Linked DNA regions of Gossypium hirsutum: all the other regions are linked to region 1. A link is a contact called in public Hi-C data. All regions are on one chromosome and are shown on one strand. Each heading gives the region's core, a stretch centred on a gene start, on an enhancer-like site or on the middle of the called end of the contact. The rest is flanking DNA. Distances are from core to core; before and after follow the strand shown.

Region 1 (5,821 bases), core at 1,627-4,126:
TTTTTCATTTTTGAGGTGATTTTTTATATGATTTTAGCCTGGAAATGGGATATGATTAAATAACTGAACTAGAACACAGTTACATAGTAGCTGATATAATTAGTATAGTATAGTGTATTTGTCCTTTGTTTCTTATTAAAATACATGGCCCATCAGGAAAAGGGTGTACTAATGGAAAGTTTTCATTTAGTAAATGAGCTGCAACATAGTGGTTTTTGGTCACAAATTTAAGCCTAAAGTTTGCAATTTTGAATAATCTACCCTTGTGCTGGTTTTATAGCGTGGTTTTCCTAAAAGGTTTTGTAAAAATTTATCAATGCCTTAGTCAGATGATGGATTAACTTGGCCTAGCTATTCAATAGTCTTCTTGGACCAAAAGGTTACCTCAACAGGATATTTTGATTGTTTTGGTTGTTTAAGCATAGGTTCCGTTTTTGGTTGTAGTCTATCCATTGGTGTAAAATCTAATGGAAGAACTGGATATTTAAGACCTCTTTAGGAACCATCTTCATCCTTCCCTGCGGAAAGTTATAATTCCAATCACTACATCTTAGGCTTTTCTTTTGGGTTAGCTTTGAGATGTCCTATATTCTACGTTACAACTATCTTGTTTGTTTTCTTAATTTTTTCTTCTGAGAATTGGGTTCTGGTAACTCAGATTCCAAGGAAGCTGACCTGAATATAGCATTAATACTGAGGAATTAATGAACAAGTTGTCATGTGTTTAATTCAAGTGTTACTTGTTTCCTCATCATGTTCTGATCAGCTTTGTCTGTATGCTTCTACATCACGCAAGAGATTTACTTGCAGATTATTTTTACAAAGTATTTTCTTCTACTGTTATAGCTTATTGATATAATGCCTTTCTGGCTATTTGGGAGATGCAGAGAAGAAATTGGGTATGATGGGTGGAGGCTGGATTTTGTCAGAGGATTTTGGGGTGGTTATGTCAAGGACTACTTGGATGCAAGTGAACCATACTTCGCGGTGGGTGAGTATTGGGATTCTCTCAGTTACACATATGGTGAAATGGACCACAATCAAGATGCCCACCGACAGAGAATTGTCGACTGGATCAATGCTACTAACGGAACTGCCGGTGCATTTGATGTCACAAGTAAGGGAATTCTTCATTCGGTAAGCATTCCTGCCAAGTATTTCTGCAGAAATGAAGACATTATTTATATTCATTTCGTTACGGTATAATTATTTATAACTCAGGCACTGGAAAGATGTGAATATTGGCGATTATCGGATCAGAAAGGGAAGCCTCCTGGGGTTGTTGGATGGTGGCCCTCTCGTGCTGTTACCTTTATAGAGAATCATGACACTGGTTCTACCCAGGTTTGAGCATGCATCACTGTCTTTTCACTTGTTTCCCCTTTAACTACTTTGAATGCTAATGCTTACATTCTTCTATTCAAACTATCCTGTTTGATATGATATGCCACTCCTGAAGGGTCATTGGAGGTTTCCAGGTGGAAAGGAAATGCAAGGATATGCATATATCTTGACACACCCAGGAACACCGGCTGTGTTTTATGATCACATTGTCTCCCACCATCGCTCAGAGATTGGCGCTCTTATCTCTCTCAGAAACAGAAACAAAATCCATTGCCGGAGTATAGTAAGTATCCAAAACTCTAGCACTAAAAGGAAGGACAAGTATTGACTTGGTTTATGGTATAGGTTGAAATTGTGAAGGCAGAGAGGGATGTATATGCGGCCACCATAGACGACAGAGTTGCAATGAAGATTGGACCAGGTTATTATGAGCCTCCAAGTGGACCCCAAAGATGGTCCTTAGCTCTTGAGGGATACGATTACAAGGTCTGGGAAGCATCTTCTTAATGCAAACTTGGGCTGGGAACTATTTTTACTTTGCGTAGTGTATATAGTCAATCCTCTAGGAATGTCCAGCATGTACCTCTCATTCCATCATTTGTACCATTTTTTACCCGATATACATATAGGGTGTTTGACCAAAGTCAGGGCTTACAGCAGGTGATTGTTTATTGGAGCCACTTAGCTACAGTCCAAGGAGTTTTAACTTAGTACTTGTTCATTATATCTTATTTTACAATTCCTTACGATAATAACATTGGAAGAACAATTTCTTGCCTTCTGCCAAATCTGTAATATTTTTGCAAATTGGCTTTGTTGTTATTATTTTCTTATAAAATAAAATGAAATACTATTTATTCCTTTCCAAGTTCCAGCTGCCCTGGTTTTCTTTTTCCACTTTCAAGGTTTCATTGTTATCATAAAGTTTTTTGTCAAGGCAAATGTCATTGATATATGTGTATTATCTATTTATTTATTTTATGAATTTTAAAATTATTAAAAGCTAAAGGCGTAAATATTTTTTATATATTTGAAATTAATTAATCTATTCTATTTAAATATAGGATAAACTATTCGATGATCACCCTAAAAGAGGGTTGTTCCTGTTTTGATCATTTAAATTTTTTTATCAATTTAGTGTCGTCGTTAGAAAATTTGTTTGAAATGATCACCCCAATATACACAAATTATTAAAAAATTAATATTTTAGTCAGCAGTTTCATTTAAAAGAGAAGCATTTCGACTATTTTTGAAAAGTTAATAATTAAATTTAACTAAAAAAAGGATAGCAGTCAAATTCACAAAAATATGTAAACATGAATAACTAAATTTATCATTATGCCAAACTAGAAAAATGAAAAAATTCAAAAAATAAATATAAATAAATAAAATTTCATAAAACAATCAAAATTTCAAATAATCTAGAAAATAATTATTTGTTTGAGTTTTGTTAGAAACTTTGGAAGTTTAATTAACTAAGAATTCTTCTTTTCTTTCTTTATTTTTTTAAGAAAAGGCTAGATTTCATTTATTAAAACGGTTTAAAAAAATCACAATAATAACAACTAATAGAAGATAAAAAACATAACAATTTCCTAAGAAATAGAAGCATATCTTCGATAAAACCAAAGAGTACCCAACCGTTTTAATGAGCTCAACCACTCCCTAAGGGCATATAAAACAAAAGGATAACCAGGAGCCCATTAGGAAAACAAACCGTCTCTTTCAGGAAATGCAAAATCTAGAGACCTTCTCTATCTCTTGAGCAATCGCAACCATCAGCAGCTAAAAAATTACATCTATAATATAGGCACTAATGACAGATCCATCTTCGTTTTGTGCATGTAGTTTCTTTACAATAGCAAGAGAATCTCTTTCAATCACCACATCCCTAAAACCCAGATCAAGGCACATTTGAATTACCTGGAGGCATGCAAGCGCTTCTGTCGCCAAAGGAGTAGGTACGTGATTGTTGATAATCATTCTCAAACCCAAAACTGTCCTTTCTGAGTTTCTGCCCACTATCCCCATGCATGATTTCTTTGTATAGCTTTGCAAAGCAGCATCAAAGCTTATCTTGAGCGAGGGTGGTTTTGGTGGTTTCCATCGTTTCAACTCTTTTGATAGATAATCTCTCATTTATGATTTCTAGATCTCAAATGTATGAATCGATGAAATTAACTATTTCAAAAGTTGACAGTTGGATCCTCAATGGAAAAAATGTTGGTAATGGAATCCTCCCTCCACTGTCTCAATCTTGGCTCAGTCAGTTCAGAAACCTTGTCTATAATTTGATTTCTTACATAGCTATAGATCTTCTAATCGACAGAGCCAGGAACCCAAGCATTCTTCCAGATGGATATATTGGTACTCGATCCCACCCGCCAACACATGTCTGTTTAAAGAAGTCCTTTCGCAGCCCATATACTCTTCGAGGTATAACAAGGGTAATTTCCTAGACTCGATCTCAAAAAAGGGGAATCTGAATAATATTTAGCCTTTAACGTGCGCACCAATAAAGAATCTAGAGAACTAAACAATCGCCAACCCTGTTTTGCAAGAAGGGCTAAATTGAATTTTGATAAACTCTTAAGCCCCAAACCATCATCTTCCTTAATGTCACATAGCTTTCTCCATTCGCACCAATGAATCCCCTTCTTGCCCTTGTGTTTCTGCCACCAAAACCTGCTAATGATGCGCTCCATTTCAACATAAAGAGAGTTAGGCAATAAAAAGCATGATATCGAATAAGTAGGATGGCTTGCACAATGCTTTTAATGAAAACCTTTTTACCACCTTGAGAGAGGGGTTTAACACAACAATTATTAATGCGACTAATCACCTTGTCTTTCAATATCTAGAAAGCCTTTCTTTTCATTCAACCTACCGTATTCAGAAGTCCAAGGTATTTTTCCGGACCTGAAGAATAACAGACATTCAAGATTTGAGAATTTGATATCCTTGATTGATCTGAAATATTAGAACTAAAGAGCAGAAGAGATTTCTCAAAATTGATGCATTGACTTGAGAAAACTTCATATTCTTTTGAATAAACCCGTCATATTATTAGCACCTCTGTCAGTAGCCTCTCCAAACAAAATGCAGTTGTCTGTAAACAAAAGATGAGTAATTGTTGGTCCCCGCCTGCATACTTTTTCTCCAATTATTATTCCTTCCCCCTTTTCCATTCTTATAAGAGACGATAAACCTTCACTACAAATAAAGAAAAAGGTAGGGGTTGAGTGGATCTCCTTGCCTAAGATCTCTTGTCGATTTAAAGATTTCGCCCGCTTCCCCATTAATAATAATTGAGTAAGAAATTGTGGGAATACAGTGCATAATGAAATCGACCTAGAAAAAGAAAATCCCGTCTTGATCATCATATCATAAGTTTTACTAATATCGAGTTTGAACGGAACAGAGTATATTTTCCCTATTCTTCTTTGCTTGAAAGTGGGAAGTATTTTGTAGGCAAGTAGAACATTGTCGGTGATTAATCTCTTTGGAACAAAAGCACTTTGTCCTTCATCTATGCAAACATTCAACACCTTTTGAAAATGATTGGCAATTGTTTTTTTATATAATGTTATAAAGAACTGTACATAGACTATGTTTTAGGGATAAGGACTATGTGAGTAGAATTAATAGCCTATAAAGAAGTTGTAACAACTTGATTTATAATTGTGTCGGAACAGTAGTTCAAAGACCACAATTTCGATGATAAAGTTAGAAAATGTTATTTATTTACATTTACCAACCTGTTAAAAGTGTTTTATTGATGTTTGAATTGGTGAATTTAGTCAATAAGTTAGAAATGAAAGTGTATGGACTAAAATCATAAGAATTAGCGAAAAGCTAGTTAAATGAGTTTAATAAAAATTGTTCAAGGTTCAAAGTGGTAAATAGTCACTCTTGCATGGTAGTTTCGGTTGTGTCAATGTTTAGTGGAAACACTTGTTAATTTTCATTAACGATGAAAATTAATATGTTAATGTTGTGAGTTAAAGTGGAGGGGAAGAGAGTTTCATTCTCGTCTTCCTCTACCAAAAATGTTGTCTCTGTAGAAGAAAGAAAAGCTTTAAGCTTTTTGGATTATTCAGCTTTGCATGCAAGTGTTTTCAAAGCCTATTCTTCACGAGTTTCATGTTTTTGAGATTTTTGTATCTTGATTTAGCCAACCTACATGTCTAGTCTCAAAATTGTTAAAGTCTAAAGTGTTGTCATTGATAAAATGAATGTATGTCGTAATGGTATTTCGTTAGGAAGAGCTCAGTCATGATATTATAGTGGAACAAATTCATGACTAAATGAGTTTATCATTAATAGGCGAAAAGCTATAACTTAATTATAAATTATCCTAGCCCTAATTTTTTATGTCCAATCAGTCCTTTCGCTAGCTCATTGAAACCAGAAATGAATTGTGAGTTTGAATAGAAATGAATAGAATGAATAGGAAAAGAGAAATGAAAAACATTTT
Region 2 (5,821 bases), core at 1,338-3,837, 430 kb before region 1:
TTCATCAATTATGGTAATTCTATTTCACTCCAGGTGCATTGTTATCTTTTGATGATTCTTGAATTTTCTTCGACGAAGCTACTACTAAATGCATCGCTTATGAGGCTCTTTGATCTTCGACACCCATTTGCCCCATCGTTGCTTCTGAACAACACGATATACTGGATGCCAAGTTCTGTTGTTTCCCTTCGTGTCGTGTTTGGTTTCCATAGTGGTAGCAAATTTTGAGGAGGTGGTGAACGCGTTCAAGTCCTCTTCCATATATAGTGGTTGCTCCATTACATGAGAATCAAACAGTTAGGATTTTTAATTCAAAATTATATTGCCCTATACTGCGCCACATAGTTACGTTAATTCGCTAAACCCCATTGTCACTTTATATAACTTCCTCGTCAACAAATAAACTAACTTTAAAACTTAGAGAAATGATGTTTCCAAATGTTTTAACCAATTCCTAAACTCTTAGCACAGAGACCTCTGCTTACACCTGAGTGCGGACCTTTACCTTTTCCACCCTTTCTAGAAAAAAAAACCTAAACTTTACGCTTTTTTCTTATAATAATATCCATAAGAAAACCTGCAGAGACAAATCTAAAAAGGCAAATAACAGTTTTTTTTTTTTTTGCAATCAACATTGCTATTGTTGCTGTTAAGTGCTTCGTGCGATCCTATCGTAATTCTTTGAACATAGCTAATTAATTAATAATATTTGGAATAGGGAGTTGTTTATCTGGAAAAAATATCTGAGTTTTCTTTTGATTTCTTATATGAGTACACACAATTAAAAATGTAAAGCAAAATGAACTTTGAAACTAATTAATAATATAGTATATGTCATAGACTGTTGTTCTGTTGCTGCACAAAATCTAAGATGCAAAATAGCAACTAGCTAGAACAAAATAACATATTGTAGAAAAAATTTATGTATATATATTAATTATAATAAAGTAGTATATGTTACTGGTTGAATAAAATATCCATGGATATCCTTCTCTGACACTCTGCCCAGTTGATAATATTAGTCACCAGTCCAAGGCGATCTTCCTAGAACTATAAAGCTTATCAATGTATGCTATTACTGGGCGCGATGCTTCGATATACCTTCTCATTTTCTTCTCTGCTGTATGATCTGCACACACACACACACACACACACACACACACATATATAGATTAAAAAGTATAAGGAAAAGAAGAGAATACATGACGATGATCAAAGTTATTTTGCGAAAGATATTAAGCATCCATTCCATATGCTATGTTGCTCTCTCCTCAACATATAGGAACTCACCTGTTTCATTGAGCTTCTGTAAAAGTTCTTCCCTTGTTGGAAGAGTATACATTCCAGCAGAAACCGCAGTCCTGACGGCCCATGTGTGGTATGGTGCACACACTTGAGAATAAGCTGTTGAAGCTGCATCCTTCAAATAGTAATCACTACAATTTGAAACCAAATAAATAATAATAAGGAAGTTGAAGCATGAAATGGTGACATGAAAAAGGAGAGTTACATTCCATATGTGCATTGTAGTGTGTATTTTATCAAGGAAACAGAGAGGAAAACAAAATTTTCAGCTAATCCCATGTTGATTATGGTCTAAAGCCTCTGCCTTTAGTCTCCTAATCTCGGTTTCAGGTGTCATTTTTAGAATTTTGCCATAGTAAAAAAGGGTCACAGGCATATCAAACGTTACACAACTTGTAAATACTACAAATTTCTCTTGAAATCAAGAGAAAAAAAACGATGGAAGGGCGAGACATACTCGGTTGACATAAATTCTTCAAATAAAGCCCGGATGAGGTCAAGACCCTGTCTAACTCGCCGCAGATTACGTGAATGGCTTCCTGGTTTTTTCACCGTGTCATTAGCAACATCACGATCAAGTACATTTTCTAAAGTGGTATACGTCTTGGATGCTTCCACAAGATCATGTACCTTATCAAAGCATTAATCATTTCATTACATCACGGCATTGAGAATTTGTATAAAAACAAATGCAAACCACAAGAAAATAGACCTTGATGAAATGCTGTATTGTATATGGATGTTAACAACATCAGAAAATCTGTCTATACGCTATCTACAATATTTAAGTTTACATTGATTGATTGGCATCAATTATACATATAATAAGGTTTCTCAATGCAAATCCTGACAGCCTAAAGAAACATGATTCCAGTTTCTAGCAATGTAAAGGCAATGAACCTTGGCGACGTACTCCATCTCGGCGAATTTGAAGGCGAGGCCGAGGCAGCTAAAAAGAACAGAAACCAGAGAACATGCTTCACAGAAATTATCCAACCGAAGTTTTTGATCCTTAGTCTGAGATCCCAAGAATCCCGACAGCTCCTCAAACGCCTTCGCTATATCCGACAGAGGCGTTTTAGTTGTCATGGACATCTTGGTTTGAGAATGATTAAAACCATTATCTGCACCTTCATCCATGGCTTATATCATAACTATCTTTAATTTTTGTTCTTTAGGATTCCCAATTCGCTTTGAAACCGTCCAACATTTTGAATTTTCATCAAGAAAAGGTAAATTGGACTAGTGTTTTACGTGTCTCGGATTCATTTATTTTCTTTCTCTTGTCTAAACATGACAAGTGTTGTGGGGGATATTTAGAGGTCACACTACAAACACGGTCCGCCACTTGGTTTTCGACTTTTGTGGGAAAAGGAAAATTCCAACACATTTGTGGTCCTTTTGCTTCCTTGTCGTTACTCGTTGCTTTCTTAATCGTCTGTTTGATGGGGATGGATGGGTCACAATAAAATTCGGTCCAAATGCAGCTGGTAACTCCCTTGAGCAATTATCGTCATTGGATATGTTGAAAACTTAACAGATCACGTCCCTTGTACCATCGATTTTCATAATTAATACAAACTAAATTTGAATTTTAAAGAGCAAGGAAATATAAGACTTGAACCTGGAATGAGTATATTCTTGTTTGTCTTGCTTTTGCTTGGTTGCTTGTCTATCGATATATTAAAGGATCTGATTGACTAACAAGTGTTGAGCTCCCAAGATAAAAGAAGAAGAAGAAGTGATTGGACTTGGTAAACCATAATTAAAAACAGAAAAAGAGATAGTTTACTAAAATTTCAACCTTTATTTTTATTTTTATTTTGATACGGTCATTGCTACGACTAGAACCTGGGAATGCATGGTGGAACTAAGAATGCAAGATGAATGAAACAAGCAGTTTCTTGAGCTTGAAGGCTCGATACTTGCTGTACAAACAAAAACGGAATCGGGCTTGAAGAACAAGAGAAAGCAAAGAACTAAGAGAGAATTTGATGAAGAATTCTGATAATTTCATTGACTGATGAATGAAGGTACAAAGCCATTACATATATCAATCCATAAGCTGGTCAAAAATTAGCAAATGTCACCTAAACATTTACCTAACACCACTAAACTACATTGAAACTTGTTAAACATAACTCGTACATTTTGCAAAGCTGATTTATCAGCTCAAACTTCACCTAATTACATCAAACATTTTACCAACTTAGTTCAAGACAAACTAAATTACAAAATACTGATTGAAGTAACAAAACAAAACAGTAGCAGAAGCTTCAACTGCAACTTCATGGCACCGGCTGCTTGCTCTGCTTCTTCATGCTGCATGTGCTGCATGGAAGCCAACTTCAACAATGCAAAATAATCAAACCTTGCATGCAGCTTCTTTAGATTCAGCGTCTTTGGTAGGGGTTTGAATGGGCTTATAAGTATAGAGTTTGGCACAACAGATATAATAAAGAAGATTAACCACTTGCAAGCCGGTGATCAACCAGTAAAATAACTCCAATTTCCCCTTGTTTAAATTGTTATCTGGGAGCCAATTTGATCCGTCAGGTTTAGCACTATATTTGTGCACTAAAGAGACCAGCAACGTACTCACATAATTCCCAACTGAAATTGCAGTCCAGAACAAAGCAGTAGCACTGATCCTCATGCTTTCTGGTGACTGATCATAAAAGAACTCCAAGTTTCCAATTGACATGAAAGCCTCAGCTATTCCATGTAGACCGTACGGAGGCACGAGCCAAAGACTGACATGGGGATGATAGAATGAGGCTTGTCCTCAAGCCCATGTGCCACAGCTGCTTGTTTACGCTTCACTTCTATGAACCCTGCTACGAGAGTGGCTAATACTGAGATCAAAAGCCCGATTCCCATCCGGCGCAAGAAGGTGATGCCGCGGTCCACCCCTGTGAACCTTCGGGCAATGCGGATTAAAAAGCGGTCGTACAAGGCTATGGTGGAGAGCATGGCGAGCATGGTGAAGACAGACATGGAACCAGCAGGGATTTGGAAGGAGTTGGTGAGGTGCCTGTCCATGGTTTTGGCTTGTTGGAGGGAGAATGTGCCTTGCTGAGCATAGGCTGTGATGAGGAGGATTCCTGATGCCCATATTGGTCCCATTCGGATCAAAGATTTCAATTCCTCCACTCGATGAACACTGTTTAGTCTCCATAGATTTGGAGCTTTTACATTATCTTCTTCAGTCACAATGGCTGTCTTGTCAAGAAGTCTGCAACGCACCACTGACCATATACATTGAGTTTTCAAAATTTTATTCCAGTGTCACAGGGCTGATAATTTATTTATGGTTGTGGGCAACCCATTAGGCTACCAGAGCGAGTTGCAGGTTAACTAATAATGAGTAAAATAAAATAAATGTGCTGGCATCCTGTTCTATGGTGGGGTTTGATAGTTTCCGATTCGATACAGGCATTAAAAACTTTACGTGTATGGTGTTTGTTTGGCGATAAGAACTGAGGTATTGGAAGTGGCGCCCCCTACTCCCAGTTATTACTAGCCTTCTCTTTTGCATAATTACCCACAACCACAGCCACAGTAGATGTATGAGGGTAAAATAATTTAAAACATTTAGATAATACTTTTTCTTATAATGATATAAAAATAATTTATAAAAAGTTGGTAGCAATCAGATCTTTCAAGGTGGTTTCCACTGTCTTCAACATTTCATTTATCTCACTCTTTTATATTTTTCCTATTATTGTCCCAAATATGGATGGACATGTATTCACTTTTCTAAATGGTTCCAAAATCCCTTTTTAAGAAAATTTCCCTCTCCCCCCCCCCCCACACATTTACAAAAAAAAAAATCCAAAGTTTTATATCCCAACTTTATGAAATTTTAAAAAAAATTAGTTACTCTAATTTACATAAACTTCAAATATTGATTTTTATTAATATGTAACACATAAATCGTAATGTTCATATATAAATGATTGAATTGTTAGTTTTTAAATTGATAATTTAAAATTTAATTTTTTATAAAATATTAGAATTAAATTTTGATAAATTAAAGTTTTCATATCCGATGAAGTGATGAATAATGTATATGTAATAGTTTATTGAAAAGGGTTTTTGGAATGGTTCAGAAAGTGAACATGTAAATCCAACTCGCTACGAAAGTTACATATAAAAAATATCAAAAGAGAATTTGAAAGAGTAAAATATATTTTCACGTCAGTTCTGCATGTGCTTAAATAGGATATCTCTACAAAACAAACAAACCAACTTTATAACAACTTGCTTTGATGCCACGACTAAGTTATGGTACCACTGTCGGTTTCTGGACAAGTTCGTGTATTTGTGATTGGATCAATTGATGCTAATATATAATGTCTGATAGTTAGAGATGAATGAATTGAATATAACAGAGATTAGATATTAAGAGGAAGCTTATGCCATTTGTTTACTGTGGACAAGCCTTCCGTCGATAAAAATTGATGCGTCAAGCTCTTCATTCTGGTACAACAAGTTTGGATCAGAAACCATAATC
Region 3 (5,821 bases), core at 2,205-4,704, 320 kb after region 1:
GATGATTTCAAAAGCTGTAATTAGGAGCCTACAATGTTTGATAAGTTTGGTTTACTTTGGGGCGGTGTAATAAAATTTGGGTGTATCTCCTAAGATGAAAAAGTCTCACTTTTACACCCTATTTTTCCAATACCAAGGGTCCATATCATCGATCATTTTACTTCCATTTTTTCTAAAAGAGAGAGACCCAAATTTAAAAGTTAAAGGATGGTCTAGAAACCCTTCTCTTAATTAATTCAAACCCTACTCCATCGTATACTTCTAACCCCAATTAAAATTTCCCTCTTATTGAATATACATATCTTCTTTTCACTCGTTGTTGCTTGCTCTTACTGTTCTTCGTAAAGTTTGTAAATGGGACAACTTTAGCCGGAGCTGCCTTTTTGGTGGAATACAGTGCAAAGTTGTCTTTAAATTTATTTTTTTTGGTTAGCTAAATAGTTACTAATTTGTCTAGTTGTTTGTGCACTGTCTCATAATATATACCTGTTGATGAGGAATTTCACTAAAATTAATCTCTCCTTCTGTTCAAGGGCTCCGAATTTGGGATTTGTTTAGCGCTCCACCTTCATTATTTCTTTTCCTCTAATCAAGTTTAAGACTTATATCTAAAAGTAGACAAGAGGGTTGAAAAAGTAGGCAGGAAAAAAGAGAGAGTGTGTTTTTACCCTACAAAATTAAAGCTAAGCTAACCCAAAGAGTACACTCCACTTTCTACCATTTTTTGACTTTAATTTTAATCATTCTTCTAAAAGATTTATAGTTTTGGTATCTCCTTATTTAACTCCTATTCCATTAATAACAAATCAATTTCCTTATTCATTTTAATATTAATCATGTTACCTAATACATTAAAATGCTATTTTTTTATAAAATCAAATGCAAAAAATAAAGTACAATTGTTAATTAGGATCACCTCCAATAAACAAGAGTATGGGGTTATCAAGATGAATTTTTATTATTTAGTGTGTTTTTTTCCCTCTCATCTTCCCTTGGTATTATGATAAGGTTCTCCCCTTTGATAAATAATCAAGGTTTTGTTTCATTAATTAAAACACCTATAATCATATTTGGCCAATGGAATAGATGAATGAGCAGCTAGGCTTGATAAAAGTGCATGTTGATTATAAAAGTGCATGTTGATTATCAGCTTTGTTGGTCAATATATTCTTCAACTTAAAATGAAGCATGGTATTACAATGTAACATAGTCAAGGTACACTATTCTTCTTTTGGGTTTTTATTTCTTTCCCTTCTTTTTCTTTTATGTGAAATGACAAATTTTATTGTTATTGAACCATATTTTTGAGTGGGAGAAAAATATTCTTTGATCTCATGTAAAGGAAGAAAAAAAGAGAGAGGGGAAAGGCCCCACGTGTGGAACAAAATTTGGAGCATATGCAGCACTATTTTTTATCCATATATAGCTTTATGTGCATGTAGGGGGTTCACTTTGCTTGGGATTCCTACATTTTTGTGGGCACATTTGTTAGATATTTGAGCCACCTTTTCAACCCTAGCCCGGATCTTCACTTCACTCATCTTTCTACAAATATAACTTAAAGCACGCTGCTAGCTCTGTTGTTAAAGGAAAAGGTTTTGGGAATCCTATGCCCTCCTCCCTCACCATATATGTCCATGTGTATGTTCCCATGCGTATATATCTTATTAGTAAAAGTACTATATTAGAAGTTAGATTATATTTTATCCTCTTTATTAAAAAGGAGTAAACTGAACCTTGTATGTTAGGTCAAATAGTAAATTAGTTCATTTGTTAAAAATTCCATTCATTTTTATAGTTAAAAGCTAGTCTTATATATTAGCATGACACGTGTCATTGTTTGATTATTTTGTTAGCTATGTCAGTTTTTAATAAATGAAAATTTTAACTAAAAAACTAATTTTCTGTTTTATTTAATGTATAAAAATTAATTTATTCATTTTTTAAGTAGAGAAAATAAAATACAATCTAATTTTTAACCTAGAAAAATACTTTTACCATATCCTAAGCCTTCCTTTACTTAATTCCCTTCTTATTGTTTTACTTTCACTTATTTTTCCTATCGTATGATTAGGTAGCTAGTTAGGATCGAGAAAAGCTTAATTGATTGGTTCAAAGTATGCTTATTTGAATGGCAAAGAAAAGATTTAATTTGAAATTTAAGTTTAAGTGGAAGTCGAATTCCTTATCTTGCTTTAATAAAACAAAAAAAGGGTGAGTAAACCTGAAATAAGGGTACATATGCGGTCAAAGTTAGCATTTAACTTATTTAATTATGCCTGAAATGTCGGTGTTTGGCAGAAAATAAAATGTTGTGCCAACTTTGATTGCTCTCTTCCCTTGGTGCATAATAAAAGGATGTCTAGCAAATATTATGAATTTAAAAAATAAAAACTACTAATGAATTGGGTTGTTAGAGTGATAAGATGATGAACTACTACCTACTTCCACGTCCATATGCTAAAACAAATCACAAGAATTATATGTAGTTAATGGTCCCATAATAGATGTTATCATTAATGCTAGAATTCTCATTTCATATTAAATCCAAATCATACCCCTAGTATGGGGCCTTGCTCCATTTGTTTCCATCTGGTATAATTATAATGTACACAGTTATACTCTAATTAATTTCAATTTGAAGGGACATGAATGCTAATCGTCTACTATCTTTAAAGAGCTAAGAGTCAATCTCCCAATCATATAAACATCTTTGCACTGTTACATTCATTAAATGGGAGCACTATTGAGAATACCCAAAAAGGGGAAATTTTTTATATTTTGTAACAGAAATCTGCAAAGTGGGATCTGGCAAAGGGAGAATTGAAGATGAATTTACATTCTGTCACTCTGAAATGGTGTCTCACTCTTTAGCTACTTTCAATAAAGATGTGTTCATAGAACAGCTCATCTAACACAAAAATATAGCAGGGATTTGCAAAGTTGCAAGCCCCCCCCCTACTCTACTCTATACCAAAACTGTGACTTGACACCTCTTTTAATTCCTCTTTCTGAATTCAGATCCCTCAATCTAATATTATTCTGCCTCCTGATTGTATAAACAAATGGAGTCACTGAAAAGAAGTGGTCAAAAGCACACCCCTCTCTCACCCCCCTAATGAATTGATAAGTACCCCAGCTTCACAGTCAAGGCTTGAGAGGTTGGGCCATTTTCTTCCTTTTCTTTAACTCTGCCCGAGTGAAGTAGGGAGCACTACAGCATGGGACTAGGCATGAACTTTGGAGCCTATTACCAAAATATGTCTACCCTTTGAAGCAGCCATCATAATCCTGTATATCCATACATACGCTAAAAAAATTTATTTTGTCATTATTACAATCTGTCACTATTACTCTTGTTTGTATATACTCATATACGATGTTGATGTTGTAGCTAACAGTAGTCTTATATATCAATCATTATAATCTCTGTCACTATTACAATTGTTTATGTACGTATGATGTTGATGTTGTAGCTAGCAGTAATGTGTCCCCCACATGCTTTACAATTATACCCTGTACACCTTTATGAATTTCTACACTTGGAATCATTACCACCCTAGTGAAATATTATAGCAGGATAGAAACTTGAGTAGGATTTTAGTATTATTTTAAGATGTTGGTAGAAGCATGCTCACTCTTTGAGTCTGGGGATGGTCTCAAGGATGAGGGAAAAATTAATTGTCTGTCTTACTCTTTAACATGATTGCTTACTTTTTCACAGTGAACCCTTTTTTCACATTATCTGTCAGATTCTAACGAGTAAATCTCATTAGTTCCATACCACATAAAAATATCATTGAAACAGCAAGGATGTTTTGATTGGTCTTTTCAAAGTTTTTAACTGAAGTTCATGTCTGTCAAATAAATGATTCACTTTGAAAGCCTTATGGGGACCCCATTCACCCACTCAGTAACATAAACAAGTAGGGGGAGCTTGGTTTGAAGGCCACCTTTTTCCTGCACTCCCCGCTTTAACATAATGAGATTACATTTTCATTCAGCGTTAGGCTCCGAAGCTTAACTGGAGTGGAGCCAGGCTCCAACCCCATGTGTCACACTTGTCATCATAACACTGTCCTTGGGCTCCTTTTTGTTCACTAGGATGCATATGGGCCAGCATTGGTCTAATCAAGTCTAATCCGTAAACAACTTTGCTGCCCTCTTTCGTTTCAAAACCGGTACAGCTCTGGGCCTATCTTCACTTTTCCCTTTGGGCTTCACACTTGTTCAGCCCAAGTCAAGTCAACAGTCTGACCTTCTTGATTTAGTAAGTCAATATGTGGTAAATTCAAGATTAAGAAGTTAATAATGATAAGTTAAAAAGGTAGATTACAAGCAAATCAAAAGTATAGTGAACTGAGTAGGGTCATTGCCACTCGCTAAAGTCCCAAATGTCATACGATAGGAAGGGTGTCTCTTCGTTAATGGCACGAAAATAACCCTTTATTTAAAAAATGTTTAATTACAAAATTGGCCCTTAAAGTATACCATTTTCCCTACTTAAGTACAAGTACTTTTTCCCAAAAGTAGTATCTAAACTTCCAATTTCGTCTCATTTTACCCCAAAAGTGTATGATATCAAATAAAAATGTGCCATGTGTCATGTTTTTATTGGTTGATATTGTGATTTGGGGTAAAATGGTAAAATTGATAGTTTAGGTACCACTTTTGACTAAAATAGACTTTAGGTGCCTAAGTGGGAAAAATGATATACTTTAAGGGCCAATTTTGCATTTAAACCTTTTAAAAAATAAATGGCTAATATTTGTTAAAAGAACCAAGCAAATCACTACATATTTCTTAAGCTTAAGGGCACTTTTGATTGCTCGAATCTTACATTACAACTCATAATGTTACATTTCGAGATGAGATTATGTTATTTGGATTCTCAACATTCTAGCCACCCCATAATCTCATGTTCCCAAATATTGTCAAGATGTTGTAATATTAGGACATAATCCCATTATGACCTATTAATTAGGTTATCTTAGATTACGAGCGTAATCATAAATTTTGAACCAATTGACCCTTTTTTCTTAATTATATTAATCAATTTAGCCCATTTTTCCCTAATAAAAATTCAATCTAATTAAAAACAAAAATCTATCCTTTTCTTAGCAGTGAAACAATAGATGTCATACTTTTGGGCACTATGTTTATCACTTTTAAAACAATGCTTTTTTCACCCTTGGATTTGTTCCTTCTGATTCTTCAAGATTGATTTAAAAAGTCTAAAAGGACTCAATCAACTCATTGATCCTCATGTTATTAATGTCTTTTTGCCTCTTTAATGGTTGTGACTTTGATGGCAAGACTTTTGAGCAAGGATCTCAACACATTCCTTACTAGTTTGGAGTTTGAATACTCATTATGAAGGGCAAAAGCTTGATTGAATATGTCACAGAGTTCAACATAGAACTCACCAATTGTTTCATTCTCCCGAATCCTTGAGGTTTAGAACTTGGTGCTTAGTCTGAACTTTAAATTTCTTAACTATATTGGTTCCTTCATGAGTAGTCTTGAGAATTCCTCAAGCATCCTTGGAAGTAGTGAATTTAGATATTCTTTTAAATTCCTATCTATCTACTCCACAAAAAATAGCATGCAGTGTTTTTAAATTGAAATTTGTATGCTTTTCTTCCTTTGTAGTCCAAGCCAATTTAGACTTCAATGTTCTTATTGTAGATGTCCCAATAAGAAGAGCCTCCCTAAAACACCCTAAAATTGGGTCTAGAAGTTTTGAGGGTATAATGTGAATTTTGGCTCGGAGTAGGTTCAGAAAATTCTGAATTGTGGTAACACGAAATTATTTTCAATC
Region 4 (5,821 bases), core at 1,430-3,929, 290 kb after region 1:
TGAGCTGAGTAGCTCCGCTTGCTGCATCAAAGCAGTTATCTTAGGATCATCCTTTTTGAGAAATGTTCCTTGAGTTCTATAACTCTGAGCTGCAAATGAATAAAGGAAAAGAAGAATGCAAAATGTTATATTATGAGAACAATTATAGAAGACTGAATATACATACAGTTTTGGCTAAACTGAAAAAAGATGTAACTATAGTAAAAATCCACTTTGCAGGTGATTTACCATCATCGGAGACATCCTTAACCTTGTTGACCTGAGGTTGCACCAAGTTATTAGCATTGTGGAGATTTTGACCCAATACAGCAAATGGGTGTCTTAGCTGCTGATTGATGATTGTTCCAGATACTCTATGTGCTCTATCTCCAAAGTTGCAACTTTCAGTGAGATCAGGAATGTGGGATCTCCTGAAATGGGGAAATAAAAAGGATTTCAACTTGAGGCCATTACTATGTGTATACATATTTCTACATTTATCATTTATGCTATGGTACCTCATTCTCTTAACAGGGGCAGCACTATCAGTTGTTCCATCTGTATTGAACCCATTTTGGAGTAAAATTCTTTTGTTATTAGGATTTATACATGAATTACTATTCTCTTTGGCCAAAGCTTCATATTTGGCTCTCTTCTTGCACAGTGTGGAGAAACGATTTTTAACAGCATTATCAGTTCTGCATTAACCACGTAATCAGTAAAGGTTAATAATCTACAACAGAAAATGGAAAAATGACAGTTGAAAAGAGATCAATTTTCTGCACTAGAGGATTTTTTTCCAAAAAAATCATAGATATATATACCTGCCTGAAACCACCTTTGCTATTTCTGTCCATCTATTGCCAAATATTTTTTGAGCCTGCAAATCACCTTATGTCATCAGCACATTCAGGATCTACAGAAACACTTATCCAAACTGAAACTAAGTGGCTGTTGTTTGCCCTACTTTTGAAAGACAAAAACTGTGTCAATTAGTTTAAGGTCTGGCCTACCTCTCTCTATATATTTGTTTTTCCTGTTTGGAAAACTCAAAACCTACTGTACCAGTAACATGCAATAGCCTGATACAACTGATCAATGAAAGTAACATTTCCTCCAAATACATCATAAGAAGATAAGTTCTTGAAAAATTCATTTCAAGTTTTATTAAAGTAACACTGACCCCATTTAACTTGAATGGAAATGGAGGTTTTAAACTTATTTAATTACCTCACATAAAAGCATATCTTCCTCTGGTGACCATCCTCCTTTCTTGAAATCAGAATTCAAGTATGTGTACCATCTGTGTTTTTGTTGTGACAAAAAAAGACATTAGATTAAAAAGTCAAACAAGACTAAAAATGATCAAACTTTTGGAATCATCATGGTTTCACCAACCTTCTTCTGCACTGCCTTGTGGTTTTATCCTTGAATTTAGAGGCAATGATCGCCCAGCTGCACTCAAACATTAAAACCAACACAAATCCATTCAATTTCATCCATCATTAAAAAAACAACAAACAAACCCTTCAAATGAACGAATGAATGAATAAAAGGCTCACTTTTGAGTCCCATGTAAACTGATTTGTTCTCGAAGTATATCATCTTCCTGCAAACACCCCCCCCCCCAATATCAAATTAATAAGAACCCCCCAAAACAAAGAATCAATCAATCAAATAATAAACAAAACAGAGGGAACCAAAGAAGAAAACTATTTTAAAAAAGAAAAGAAAACCTCTTGATTCCACGTCACTATATGACGCTCCTTCTTCTTGGAATCTTCATTGCCACCATTCTTCTTCTTTGTTTCCTGCATATTCTTTTTCTTCTTTACTCTAATCTCTGTCTCTCTTAGTTGCTGGCCTTCCTTGACGCTCCCTTCCCTTTTATTAAAACCCAAGTGGCATCCTCAAAAAGCCAACCCTTTATTATAAAAAAAAAAACCATGAAAAAGGGAACCAACGCTTCCACTTCCCTCTCTTTTATCTTTTTTACTACAAAACTCACTGTTGGGTTCAAACGGAATCCTTATTACTCTCAATAACTCTATGCTTTGTTTCCCCCTTCTACTCCGTTATTCCTCGGATGCTAACCCTTTCTTTTTCCTGTTTATACTTAGAAAATAGAATCACAACGTCTCCACCAGTTATATGGTCAATAAAAGCTTGAGCTTTGTGATTCAAATGTACATGTATATACGTAGAATCGAAAAGGGTAGATCTATAATGGATAAAAAGAATTAAAACTTTGAAGAGAAGGGAAATGGAAGAGTGATGGAATGATGAATCTGGAAGAAATATATATTTTGGGCTTTTTTCTTTCAAATAAAGAGAGAAACTTTTTGGAAAAATACTCTCTTTCTTGCAAGGGTTTTTTAGGATTTATTTTGTTGATTTCAAACAATGGAAGAAAAGAGCTAAAAAATATTAATTTAAATCAACGGATTCTTGCTTTAGTGCGCGGGTATGAAGAAGAGTTTGAAAATATTAAAAGAAAAAGAAAATTAAATAAATAAATAACGCCGAATTTCATGACGCTGTTATGAATGCCCTGGACACTTACCCCACTCTGCTCCTAAAGCAAACCCTATTTTTACTATTTTCTTATTTTTATAAATTTAATAATTTATCCATTTTCTTTTCTGTTTTTTTCCCTGAACTATGATGATTTTAGCGGACATAAAAACTGATGAACCTTCGTATTTCTTCACATCACAGCTCTTCTTCTTATATATATTCTTATTTTGGGGGGTGAATTTTAGTTTTCAAAATTCAAAACAATCCCCAGGCGCAACATATTCACGTGAAAGAAACGCGTGTGTTGATTGGATGTAATGCCTGTGCATCAGTCAACGTTGATGGTTTTCATTGGGCAGTGCAACGCACGTGAATAGTTTGCATCATTGGAATTGGGCTTTTTATTATTGTTTTTGGCTTAATTTTCTGACGCGACAAGTTCTTTTTAATGGCATTTTGTTTGTGTTATTTTATTTTCTTAAAAATGAGATGCTTTTGCTTTCATATTCATTCGATTTTCTCACCTTCCATTTGTTTGGTTGTTTGTTCATGTGAAGCTTATTAATTCCAGTTAGATTTTTGGAGGGAAAAATACCAAATCAAAAATAGGAAACTTCTCTTTTGGTTATTGGTTTGGATATTTAATGATCCAACACAAACATTGTTTGTCTTTTCTAAAGAAGAAAATGACAATATATATTCCAAATTCAACATTTTTACCTTGAATATTCTATTATTATTTTATTTGTTACAAATACCAACTTTAAATTGTTTAACTCATGATTTTGCATTTATATCACATTTTCTTTAAAATATTTCACTTACCCATATGGTTTTATATTCTGTCGTTATTTTTTTATATTTTAACAATTCAACCATCATATTTCATTAGAGCGGGCAAAACAGACCTGAGCCCAAAAGTTCGCCCATGCCAATCCAAGTTTATAATGATCAGAATTCGAGGAAATCCAAACCCGAGATAGATCCAATCTAAAACTCAAATTTATGATAATATGTATTTTAAATATTATATGATTATATTAAAATTTTATAAATAATAACACTAAATTATAAAATAAAATAAATTTTAAAAAAATTAATTATGGATATACAATAATTTTTAATGCAATTATTATATATGTATAATAAAAACTCAAAGTTAGTAATTATATAAAAATAAGATGATGTAATAGATTAATTTAATGTTATGAATTAAGCCTAAACAAACTCACCTACTGAATTACTTAAACTTTTAGTTAATGAAAAATCATATTATATGTACTTGTTGTACCCATAATCGTTTGAAAAATGAACCAAAAAAAAACCTCTTAATCACCTTTGGTTTCATTTTTGGTAGGTTCCAAAAATTGTATACTAAGGCAAAATGGGTATATAAGGGCACATGACATGTACAAAATTTAGATAAATTTTTATTATATTTTATTTATATTTTACAATTTTTATAGTTTGTTAGTATTTTTTACTAATTATCAATTATTATTATAATTATCATATTTTTATAATAATTTATAATTTTTTATAATATTTTGAATTACATCTAAAAAGAAGTAAACAAATAGGTGTCTAGATTCAAATAAACTTAAGTTCATTTGTCTAGGTTCTAACTAGATATACATTTTTAGTATATTTTTATAACTTTTAGGATTTTAGGTTTTTTTAACCGCGTAGTCAAATTGATCAATGACGATTTTTATTATCGAAAGGGTCTAGTTGAATTTCTTTTGTCATTGAGGACTCAATTGAGTGCATGTTAAGAGCTTAATTGATTTATTTTTATTTTTTACTAAGAATTTTTCTCACCCTTAAGCTTAAATATAATAAATATTTTTCAATATTCAAGATGTAATGATAAAAAAAATTATTCAAATATCAATCTAGTAATATAATAAATAATAATAAAAAACTATTTTTTTTCAATTTAGAAGTTCTTTCCAAACTCGAGATAATGATTCAAATAAATAAAATTTTATATGGATATCATATAATAATAAAAATTACCTACAATACAAATAAACAAAAAAAATATTACATACAAATTCATATACATATTATATAATAATATTAATTATGTTTATAAAATTCTTATATATTATATAATCATAAACATACAATATAATAAGCACTTTTTTAGTTATGTTATATACAATATTTCTAATAAAGTAAAGCATCTATATAAATTTTTTGTTTTACCTAAAGTGAATTTGTATTGTGATATCATCATGTAAAAGTAAAATTAATTATTACATTCGAATAAAATTATAAAACATCATAATTATTTGAATTTGTTTAAACCCACCTAACTAAACTTGATAGAATTTGAGAAAATCTGAACTCGAAAATCCAAATCCCAAAAGGGCTCAAGTCCAGAAAAATTCAGACCCTAATAAATTTGAATCCACAAAAAATTTGAGCTCGAATTTATTTAAATCTAAAGACAATTCAATTTGAGCATGTTTAAACTTATCCGTTTATCACTTCTTTATTTCATGAATAGTTCATATAGATAATGTATATCAAATTTAACGGATTATATATTTTTGTAAGTAACTAATTATAGAAAAGATGAAAGTGAAATTTTATTGAGCGAAATCTGAATGTATACATATTTATACGTAGTTTGAACGTACCCGACATTGGTTGGATGTGTAGGAGGAAAAACATGATTTTCCACTTCCACACACATGATGCATGAACGTAGATCAAAATCAAAGTCGCTAAAAACTTTCAGGATGAAGTGACCCAAACCTAACTATATTCAACTGTATTGGTTAAAATTTGAGATTGATTAAGTTGAAATATACTAACAATAAATAAATAAACCGTGTGGGGCTTCACCTTTGCCGGCCAGTCTCTTATTATTGAAATTTCATACTAATTAATTAATGAACTCCCAAAGTATACAACCATATATGTGTACCCAACGGGCTACCTTCAAAGCCTGTTGGAACACTAGAAACTAACAACTAGTGTGTTAATGTTATCTTATATAAATCACCTATTCCACGATAAATTGCATGACACCTGGATTTTGAAGATGCGTGGAACGAGCCATCTTATCTAACTTGAAACCTTTAAAATAATTGATGTATTGGGTGGGAGCCCAACACTGCCCGAAGACAAATGCCATTTTCATTGGTCTCTTTCTTGATAGCGAAATCTCCCGCCAAAAAGGAGGTATAGATTCAAGCAACATACTCCCTCTTGCCTCTTAAGTTGGTTTATGTTTATCTTTTTATATATATATATATGGACGATTCGAAGCAGAAACATTACACATAAGATTCCACATTTCTATATTTCCAAG

The links. Hi-C and Micro-C count contacts between places; a contact is called where the count stands out from the background.
Region 2: a Hi-C map of leaf shows a contact between it and region 1, with 2.1 times the contacts expected there. The contact joins the promoter of LOC107944866 here to the promoter of LOC107910681 in region 1. A contact is called at or near these places in 2 of 34 Hi-C or Micro-C datasets (both in leaf).
Region 3: a contact with region 1 is called in a Hi-C map of leaf, with 1.8 times the contacts expected there. The contact joins the enhancer-like site here to the promoter of LOC107910681 in region 1. A contact is called at or near these places in 6 of 34 Hi-C or Micro-C datasets (anther, leaf and petal).
Region 4: a Hi-C map of hypocotyl shows a contact between it and region 1, with 5 times the contacts expected there. The contact joins the promoter of LOC107948812 here to the promoter of LOC107910681 in region 1. A contact is called at or near these places in 13 of 34 Hi-C or Micro-C datasets (anther, callus, hypocotyl and 2 more).

The regions. Positions count from the first base shown.
Region 1 is chrD02:38,401,414-38,407,234 of Gossypium_hirsutum_v2.1, reverse strand. LOC107910681 (serine carboxypeptidase-like 42) reads left to right here and starts at 2,876. Exons shown (of 10, transcript XM_016838635.2): 1 at 2,876-3,305; 2 at 3,497-3,570; 3 at 3,674-3,791. The coding sequence starts at 3,556. It overlaps LOC107910680 (alpha-amylase 3, chloroplastic), which reads left to right. Exons shown (of 13, transcript XM_016838630.2): 10 at 888-1,137; 11 at 1,222-1,344; 12 at 1,460-1,627; 13 at 1,690-2,205. The coding sequence ends at 1,851.
Region 2 is chrD02:38,827,508-38,833,328 of Gossypium_hirsutum_v2.1, reverse strand. It overlaps LOC107944866 (ACD11 homolog protein), which reads right to left and starts at 2,587. Exons shown (of 4, transcript XM_041088533.1): 1 at 2,206-2,587; 2 at 1,763-1,935; 3 at 1,291-1,436; 4 at 814-1,129. The coding sequence starts at 2,445. The coding sequence ends at 1,023. It overlaps LOC121214549 (protein NRT1/ PTR FAMILY 3.1), which reads right to left. Exons shown (of 2, transcript XM_041088318.1): 2 at 5,722-5,821. The coding sequence ends at 5,722. It also overlaps the pseudogene LOC107944865.
Region 3 is chrD02:38,077,699-38,083,519 of Gossypium_hirsutum_v2.1, reverse strand. No RefSeq gene overlaps it. Among protein-coding and RNA genes, the nearest start is that of LOC107949360, 15 kb to the left of the region's middle. Within about 2 kb of position 3,454, at least 4 of the 9 cell types and tissues checked have an H3K27ac peak or open chromatin away from gene starts, as enhancers often do. A contact at or near this core is called in leaf, where this site is marked.
Region 4 is chrD02:38,115,341-38,121,161 of Gossypium_hirsutum_v2.1, reverse strand. It overlaps LOC107948812 (transcription factor MYB124), which reads right to left and starts at 2,679. Exons shown (of 12, transcript XM_016883467.2): 1 at 1,716-2,679; 2 at 1,542-1,588; 3 at 1,378-1,434; 4 at 1,210-1,282; 5 at 804-859; 6 at 498-677; 7 at 229-410; 8 at 1-89. The coding sequence starts at 1,796. It overlaps LOC121214704 (a long non-coding RNA gene), which reads left to right. Exons shown (of 2, transcript XR_005910387.1): 2 at 220-585.